Regions from separate parts of the Mus musculus genome. Here region 1 is linked to region 2. A link is a contact called in public promoter capture Hi-C data. All regions are on one chromosome and are shown on one strand. The core of a region is the stretch at or near the end of the contact, and the rest is flanking DNA. Distances in the headings are between cores, read along the strand shown. Region 1 holds the start of Slc37a2 (solute carrier family 37 (glycerol-3-phosphate transporter), member 2). Region 2 holds the start of Tmem218 (transmembrane protein 218).

Region 1 (4,164 bases), core at 743-3,242, 48 kb after region 2:
TTTTTGCTGTACATAAGTAAACCATGAGATTAGATCTAAGGAGACCCACTTTATTGTGTGATCAAAATTTTTTCTTAGAGATTAAAAAAAAACAAACCTGAAATGGAGTCTACAAAGAAAAGGATGTTTTACAGAGAGAAAACTTTCCAGATTATCTGACTCTAGTCTGTCATTTATCCTGATTTTAGTTTTTCTTGACATTGAGCAATTTTAGTCTCTGAAGTTGCAGCTAATTGATAAGTCATATAAAATATGTCCACTAGTGAGACAGCTTCAAGAGTCTTAATGTATAAATGAGCTTATTTATATTATGCTTTTTAAAATTGTGGTAAAATATACATAGCACAAAACCTTATCATCTCAACCACCTTTAAATGTAAAGTCAGGGCAGCTAAAGTCAGGGACAGCAAGTGTACTGTGCGCCCATCGCTACCATCCACATCCACCTTACGGCAACTCTCCCCTCCCCTTGAATTCTCTTTCTACCCAATTATGACATCTTCTAGCTCCTTCATTATGAGGGCAGTACACGCTCTCACTCTCGTGTTCATCTCCTTTTGAGAGACATTTTCTCTCTTTCTGAAAACATAAAACTGTTTAATAGTTCCAAATGTAGAAAGGACCACATAAACCATCTAAAGAATGTTTTAGATGATTATTAGCCTGAGAGACCTTGAAACAAAATGACTTATTTTAAAACCAGGCCAAATTGATGACTAAGTATCTGCCCAATCTGACCCTTAGTTTAGTTTGAGAATTTAGATTTGAGATTGCTGTGTCATCTGTTTTGTTTTTGTTTTGTTTTTTTTAGAAGCCAGCAACTGGCTATTTTGTTAAGTTTTATAGTTTATAAATGACGGTAACTAACAAAATGTTTTAACACTCTTCCTTCCCCACCTCTTGCAGACCAAGTACACTGCTCCAAAAGCTCAATGGAGATTGGCTAAAACCTCTTCTCCCAGCACAAGGGTGACCTTGTGGTCCTGGGAGCAGCTGCTGTCAATGCCAGCTCATGCTTTTAAGGGTGACCACCCAGTGTTGGAGCAGCTGCAGCTCTGATCCCAGAGATCTTGCCCTAGCTAGGTATCCCTGAGACTGGAAGGGTCAGACAGGCTTAATAGAACCAGTGATTTCTGGCTTGTTAACTAATCTAATCAATAGGGGCCTTAAGCTCTCTGGCTCCATTTATATTCTACCAGTTCTTGGCCTGGGTTCCTCAAAGGCAAATCCGGATCCTCCAAATACACAGATAAGACTTGGAGGCACTCCACAGGTACCCGCTTGTGCGCTTGTGTTTGCAGATACGGGGTGGCAAACCAAAAAGGATGAAGACTCCTAGGCACCCTGTTTGTTCTTCACCGGGGTTAGACAGAAGTCTGGGCTAATGTGGAATTAATAGTTCTGTGTTACTAAACTTCCACGCCTGCGCCACCGAAGGAGCCCTGCCAGATAGAACTAGAACCCCATCCCCCACTCCAGGGACAAGCAGAAACATCCGCCGCCCGAGCAAGTCTCTGCGCGTCTTGGCAGCCTCCCTCCCCAGCCCTGCTCACCAGCTGTCCCTAGAGAAGGCGCGAAGGAACCAGACACCAGGAGCCAGGGAGGACCGCATCTTGAGGCGCCGGCACTCGAAGCTGAGACTATGGAGGGTGCAGAGCCGGCGCGCGTCCCGGCCAGCGGCGGCAGCGATTTAAATGCCCCGCCGACTGGCCCGCCCCAGGCAGGCCCATGGCCAGAGCCTCCGCCCCTTGAACATGACCGGCCTGCCCTCTAGGTCGCGCCGAGTGCAAGTCCTAGCTATCCCTCTGTGCTCACTAGCCACTGTTTTCTATGTACTGCCATCTGTTTTCTCGAACTTTCTCTCCTAGTCAGAAACCAGCAGTCTTGAGTTTCCTGGGGCTCCTCTTTCTTGTCTGGGCTTTTCCATTTCACTACCCACGAGGGGATGGGGAACTGAAAACAGCAGTCCTACAAGTCATCAACTCTGTGTGACGTTGGGTTTCCTGCAGTGCTACCTGTCTTGAGCAGTTCTGTGCCCTGACACAAAGCAAATCCGGTGCTCTGTGTAAGTGAACGCAGTGGGACCACCGCGCTGACTCATGATCTGCGGGCTCTCTTTGGGAGCCCTGGAAGTGTCTCAGGGAGGAAAATGATCCCCAAACCCACCTCTCAGGTTCTGGTTCTGCTTGCTCAGACGAATCTGAGTTCACTGAGTCTGCTGGAGCTTTCCTAAAGCTCCACTAGCCAGTAACTAACTATGTTGCCAATACTCCAATCTCCACTTTCCAGGCACGCAGCCAGGTGGCAGTGAAGAGCTACAAGGGTCTTCCGTGCTCATAAAAATGACTGCCTCTAGCTTAAAGATTCAGAGTAAATTTCCACCTATAAAAAGAAGCTGCGACGAGATTCTTGTGTACGAAACCAAGGGCAAAATACTGAGGGTGGAAAGGGAAAGTATTCGCCTCAAAAGTAAACTTTTTAATAGTACATAAAATAGGAATGGGTTTAGCCCTTACCCCACCCACTCCTAACTCTTAGGAGTGTCCAGTATTCAGAGCAAGGTCAAGGAGGTGCAGTAACAACTCCACCAAACAGTGGACTCAGGATAATGGGCTTGGCTTGTCAGCCCTGGTATCAAGCAGAAAAAGGGTAAGCAGAGTTATAAAACCCTTGGATAATACCAGCAGTTGGGAGTATGGGTCTAGTGCCAGAAATAAAGGCAACAAGTCAAGGGCAGGGGTAAAGGATTAGAGGAAGGAGAAGGCAATAGGCAGGAGGCACAAATGCCATGTCGTGTAAAATGCTGGAAACCAAGAGTATCATGTAGTACAATTCAGTGAAATCCCTAAGTACAGGGTCTAGGGAGATGGCTCAGTAAGAGCACTTCCTGTGCAAGCATGAGAACCGGAGTTTGAATCTCCAGCATGCACATAAAAAAGCAGGCATGGCTGCCCAGGCCACTGACCTCAGCACTAGGAGAGGAAGACAAGTAGAGCTTGAAAGCCTCACTGGCCAGCCAGCCAGCCCCCCAAACCGAGTGTCTGTTATTCAGTAAGAAACCCTGTTGTAAGACAATAATGGAGAATGACAGAAGACACTCAGGGTCCTATTCTGGCCATCATATGTGCATACACAGGCAAATGTACCAAATAAAATAGACATACATACACACACTAAATAAATAAACTCCACATCCCTTTTTTACCATTTAGTGAAGTGGGGCATACATGGGTATCAAAATAGGTAACATGACTTTAAGCTCTCATCTGCCCTGGGCACTTCAAACCCAGGTGGCAAACACTCCTGATTAAACAGAAGACACACAGAGTGAGCTGGCATCCTCAGAATGGCAGCTACTGATTTCTAGAGGACTAAGAGAAGGATCTGGTTGCCATACAAATGAACCAAGGAAGCTGCAGCCATGCGAGGTTATTCAGTAAGTAGACATCAGTGGAAGAATGGAGAGACTATTGCCAGCGCTTCTGTGGTGCTAGCTAGACTTCAGCAGTGGAAGACAGCTGTCTCTCCACTTGAAAGATAGTCACACTGTTTGTTTCACATGCTTTTCTAGAGGTGTGCTGGTATCTTCCATAGTTGCATCTGCTGAGTGCTGGAACTGTACGGTGCTCATAAGCTCTTACTCTAAGTGCTCTGAGGCTGTAAGAGTATGTATGCCCCATTATGTGCCAACAAGTACTAAGGAGCAGAGCTCAAACAGTCTTTGCTGCCTATGGATTCGAGCCATGACTCCCTGTCCAGGCATTAGGATGGCACATGGGGCATGTCTATCACTTGCTCCTGTAGGTGACCTGGATGCTCTCTGCTTCCTGCTGCTTGAGACTGACACAGAGGGATATTACAACCCAGGTAATCCTTCTCCCCACTAACAGCACCTCTCCACTCCTGTCTCATCTTCCTGTTGTATCTGACACCCCCACACAGCATGTTCTCAAACCCTGTGAGATGTGACCGGTGTTTGAAGAAATGAGGAAGGGAGGAGCCACTCAGTCAGCCACCAAAGGAGAAGATCCTAACTCCTGACCGGCAGCCCTCTAATTACTTGGTTCAGTATTAGGCACGTGGGATGAAGACACTCAATGGTATTAGCCATTTTAGCCACCAAGTATCAGTTTCAGCTGCTTCTGAGTTTCACTGATCACCCAT
Region 2 (4,502 bases), core at 475-2,974:
CCCATGAGATCATAGTTTGTATTAACTTAAAACACCTAATGGCTTATTTTGCCCCCCCCCCCCCGCCTCTATCAAGAACAAATGATTTTACACATTTGAGAAAGACAACTAAACATTACTCCGAGTTGCTTTTGCTTTTGTTTGCTTGGGAGAGAAAAAAAAACTGTCTAACAAAGTTTGTTATGGCTTGGATGTCAAAGGCTGGCTCTGATGAGCTTAAGAGTGACTGCATCCTGAGGCCTCATCAGTGAGTTAATTACCTTAGATGGGTTCATAGTTAGACAGACTGCTGGAAAGGGATGGAAACTGGCACAACCTCTTCTTACCTTTAGGGATATGTGCATGCAGGTGGTACACATGCAGCATGTAGGCAGAACATGCATACACAGGAAATAAAAGTTTAAACATCCAAGTGTTCTCATGTGTGCTATCCTCTGGAGTAACTAACTATAAATTAGATCTACACCTTGTGTCCTTGACCTGCCATTACAAAACTATGTAAAACTCATTAAGACAAGAGTAACATTTTATTTCTTGTGTATCCTCTCAGTTTCTAATAGTACATAGTTACAGTAACAATAGCATAGCTCCTCAATAAGGCAGCTAACGTTCAGTCGTTAAAGAGGTAAGGACCTATAGGTCTCTACAGTCAAGAAAACTGAATCAGCCTCCACTTCATTCATAATTCAGAAAAAGAGTGCACTGAAAGCCAGGCTAGTGACTCATGCCTTCAATACCAGTACTAGGAAGGCAGAGGCAGACACATCTGTGAGTTCGAGGCCAGCCTGGTTGACATAATGAGTTCCAGGACAGCCAGGGTTACATAGTGAGAATCTGGAGAGAAGGGACGGGACGAGAGAAAGAAGTAGAGGGAGAGAGGGAGAGAGGGAGAGACAGACACAGAGACAGGCAGGCAGTCGAGCAGGCAGATAGAATACATCCAGGCCCAATTTTGTCTAAGGACACAGCTTCCAGGACCGCAGTTCACAAATCTTATATTGCTTTTGTTTTCCCTTCACGCTTGCACGACGAAGGATGCAAACTTTGACCGGTTTCCATTCACTGGCCTGATCTTTTGATCAGACACCCTATAGCCTGCATACAAAATCTTGACACATTCTGGGTAGCAGTTAGGGAAGAACACTCTTCCACACATGTGGACCAGCTGCCAGTATAGGGTGGCAAGAAGGGAAAAGGGTTTATGTGACCTCGGGCCTCTTCCCAAGTCTGTCTCTTGGTTTCATTGATCCTTGCCTTGTCGGTACATGTCAAAACCTAAAGGAAGAAAAACTACCAATAAAATAAGGCCCAGTAAGGAGAATGTGTTGTTATTTTAACTAGTGATCTGCATTCAATTCAGGAGGGATTCTAGGGATCCTGAAATGCCAAGCCGATTTGATTGTCCCCACAATCCCAGGCTCCTGCGGACTGGTCATCAGATAGATAGCGGGGCAGGAATTGGTGTCTAGACCGCGGAACAGCTCTCTGTGATCGGTCGGAGCAATCTCAATCGCGAAAGCAAGAAGCTATTAAACGGTCTTCCCGTTGTTGTCCAAGGGTTTAATCCTTACCAAGGTGTGATTGACAAGCATTGCTATCCAATTGAAACTGAGGACAGTACATATAGACCAATGGGAGGACGTAAAGGAGACTGACGTACACACCACCCACCCACCACGCTTTGCGTTGCCTGGAGCCACAGCCAACGTCAGCTATTGAGGACGCCCTTAAGTGCTGAAAGGGCGGCTTTGATTGGTCCATCTTAAATTTCTTAAATGAGCCCCTACTTGTGATTCGTCCAAAGTAGACCAAAGCCTGGATGAAGGGGACAGAGAGCGAGGGGTGAGTCCTGGTGAGGAACCTGAGAGCCGGGTGAGGACCGGAGGCTGGCCCCAGACGCCTGGAAGGTGAGGGCGGGAGGCGCGCGGGCCACCGAAGGTCATCCTGGCCGCAGGCCTGGGATTACTGCTCAGTCCCCAGTGTTCCCAGCTGCGGTGCTGGGAGCTGATGTGTGGTGAACCCTGCAGACTGAATCGCTGCCTGCCCAGTAAAAAGGGCAGGACGCTGAAGCACCCTCTTTCTGTCAGTCAGGTGTCACCTGGTCTTTAGGGGTCGTGACATTTGATTTTGCCCAGAGGTGCATGTGATTAACCAACAAAGATTAGGAGGCATTAGCCTAATGTTTTAAAACCCAAACGAGGCTGAAGTTTCTAAAGTAGGAAAAAAAAAAAAAGTGTAGGCTCTCACTCCTCCAGTTTGTTGATTTTGGGGATAGGCCTTGCTCAATATCCCCGGCAGGCCTCAAACTTATGGTCGGTCCTCTTGCCCCACCCAGCCTTTTGAATGCTAGGATGACAGATGTGTACTACCACATCAGGCCATTCTAACTATTTTTGAAGGTTTGGAATAAGCAATTAAAAAAAAAAAAAGTTAAAAAGAGAGCTGGGCGTAGTAGTGGCGTTAATCTTTAGTCCCAGCAGGCTGGAGGCACAGGCAGTCAAATCTTTGTGAGTTCGAGGCTAGCCAAGTGTACAAAGCTTTACCCGGGAAAAAAAGATATCTCCAGAAAGGCAATCCTGTCCAGTAACCTACCATTTCTATTGCGTTCAAGGACTTGGTCCTGAAATTTGGGGTACGGGCAAGGTATCATCCACCAGCAGCCTTACACCACACTGCCTTATCTGTAATTTCCATCTGCCCCAGACAGCAAACTGTCCTCTGAGACAGGTATTAGTTTTCTCCCTTAAGATTCTCAGCTTGTCTTGCAGAGGTGGCCCATGCCTTTAATCACAGAGGCTGAGAGTTCTCTGAGTTTGAGGCCAACCTGATCTAGTTCCAGGACAGCCAAGGGTACACAAAGAAACCCTGTCTCAAAAACCAAAAACAACCAAAGATCCTCAGCCTGGTGGTGGGCAGGATTTTCATCCAATGAACCCAGGGTGCAGGATGTTTGTTTCTTTGTTTGTTTGTTTTCCCCTGGAAATTGGGTGAAAGGGGCTGTCAAACCAACCTTAGGTGGAGGAAGAATTCAAGACATATAGATTCAAAAGGGTCCGGAGAACTTTATAAGGAACCTCACAGTCTCCATCACAGGGAGAAAAACAAACAACAAAGCACCTGACCTTGTCTTGCTTTTGTCAACTGCTACACAATGTGTTTAAATTTATACAAATTGTTTTTTTCCTACTCTAGGTTACTTGTTTCTAACGAATTGACTCTTAAAATTGTGTCGGCTTAAGCATCAACTCTCAGAGAATACTTGGATGGTATTCTGTGTCTTAAGTAAATGGACATTTTTGTTTGTTTGTTTTAATCAAATCTCACTAACAAATAATTTAGCTATTCCCAAGACTTGGGGTTGTAGCTCAGATGGCACAGTCACACCTAGCATGCGTGAGACCCTGAGTTCTACCCCTAGTGTCATAAACAGGGAGTGGTCCACTGTAATCGAAGGGAAGGTAGATGCAGGGGAATCAGAAGGTCACTGGGGCTGGAGAGATGGCTCAGTCCAGGCTTAAAGCTCCCTGTAACTTCAGTTTCAGAATCTAATGTCCTCTTCTGGCCTCCACAAGCACCTGCATAAACATCACACAGGCACACACACACAGGCACACACACAGACACACACACACACACACACACACACACACACACACACACCAATTAAAAAAAAATCTAAAAGAACCCCAAAAGAATGGTTTGGTTATGAAGGGCTTGGAGCTGTGTGTTCTATCACTTAAGAGTCATCCCGTAGGTGTAACTTGATGTCACCTGAGCCTGTCAGCATCCGTGGGGATGGAAGATCAATGCTTCTGATGTTCCCAGCCCCCGCTGTCATTTATCCTGATTTCTAGGTGATAAGAGTTTGTTCATGTCTTCCAGGTTGTTGTATGATATCCAAAACAGCACAACTAATCCTAAGTAGACATTTCTTTCAAGGAAGCCCATCAGCTCAGCCAGTCAGGCTAGTTGTTTCTGATATGTCTTTTGACCCCTTTCCATTTCCATAGCTAGGACAAGTGTTCTTATCTGGAGAACTGTGGTAGTCTCCTAACTCATCACCTGCCTCTGCTCTCTGCTCTCTGCTCCCAAATCCTGTAAGGTACACTCTGATGTGGGGGAGATTGGTTCTAAACAAGAGCTCTGCCACTGGGTAACTCTGACCCTCCCTCACGTTTGTCTGTTTATTTATTTTTGGTAACTTTATTTTTAAACAGTCTTACCAAATTGCCCAGCTGGGCCTTGAACTTGAAATTCTGCGTCAGCCACTCAGGGAGTGGTATAGGCCTGAAACCACTAAACCTAGCTATTAGATATAAAAATGAAGAAGTCTCATATGTCTCAGCCTGGGGATATGGCCCAGAAGTTAAGAACACTATCCGAGGACCGAGATACAATTCTCAGCACCCACATGGCAGCTTACAACTCTCTGTAACTCCAGTCTCAGGGGATCTGGCACCCTCACACAGACATATATGCAGGCAAAAGACCAATGCACACAC

The links. Capture Hi-C pulls out chosen DNA fragments and counts their contacts.
Region 1: a promoter capture Hi-C map of adipose tissue shows a contact between it and region 2. The contact joins the promoter of Slc37a2 here to the promoter of Tmem218 in region 2. A contact is called at or near these places in 10 of 39 promoter capture datasets (the C10 cell line, cranial neural crest, embryonic stem cells and 5 more), 4 of 484 Hi-C or Micro-C datasets (CD8 T cells, bone marrow-derived macrophages, natural killer cells and 1 more), 3 of 115 datasets of contacts at active chromatin or transcription factors (CD8 T cells, bone marrow-derived macrophages and embryonic stem cells) and 3 of 9 other capture datasets (adipose tissue, liver and macrophages).

What each region holds. Positions count from the first base shown.
Region 1 is chr9:37,253,746-37,257,909 of GRCm38.p6, forward strand. Slc37a2 (solute carrier family 37 (glycerol-3-phosphate transporter), member 2) reads right to left here and starts at 1,993. Exons shown (of 19, transcript NM_001145960.1): 1 at 1,554-1,993. The coding sequence starts at 1,612.
Region 2 is chr9:37,206,499-37,211,000 of GRCm38.p6, forward strand. It overlaps Tmem218 (transmembrane protein 218), which reads left to right and starts at 1,725. Exons shown (of 4, transcript NM_025464.3): 1 at 1,725-1,907.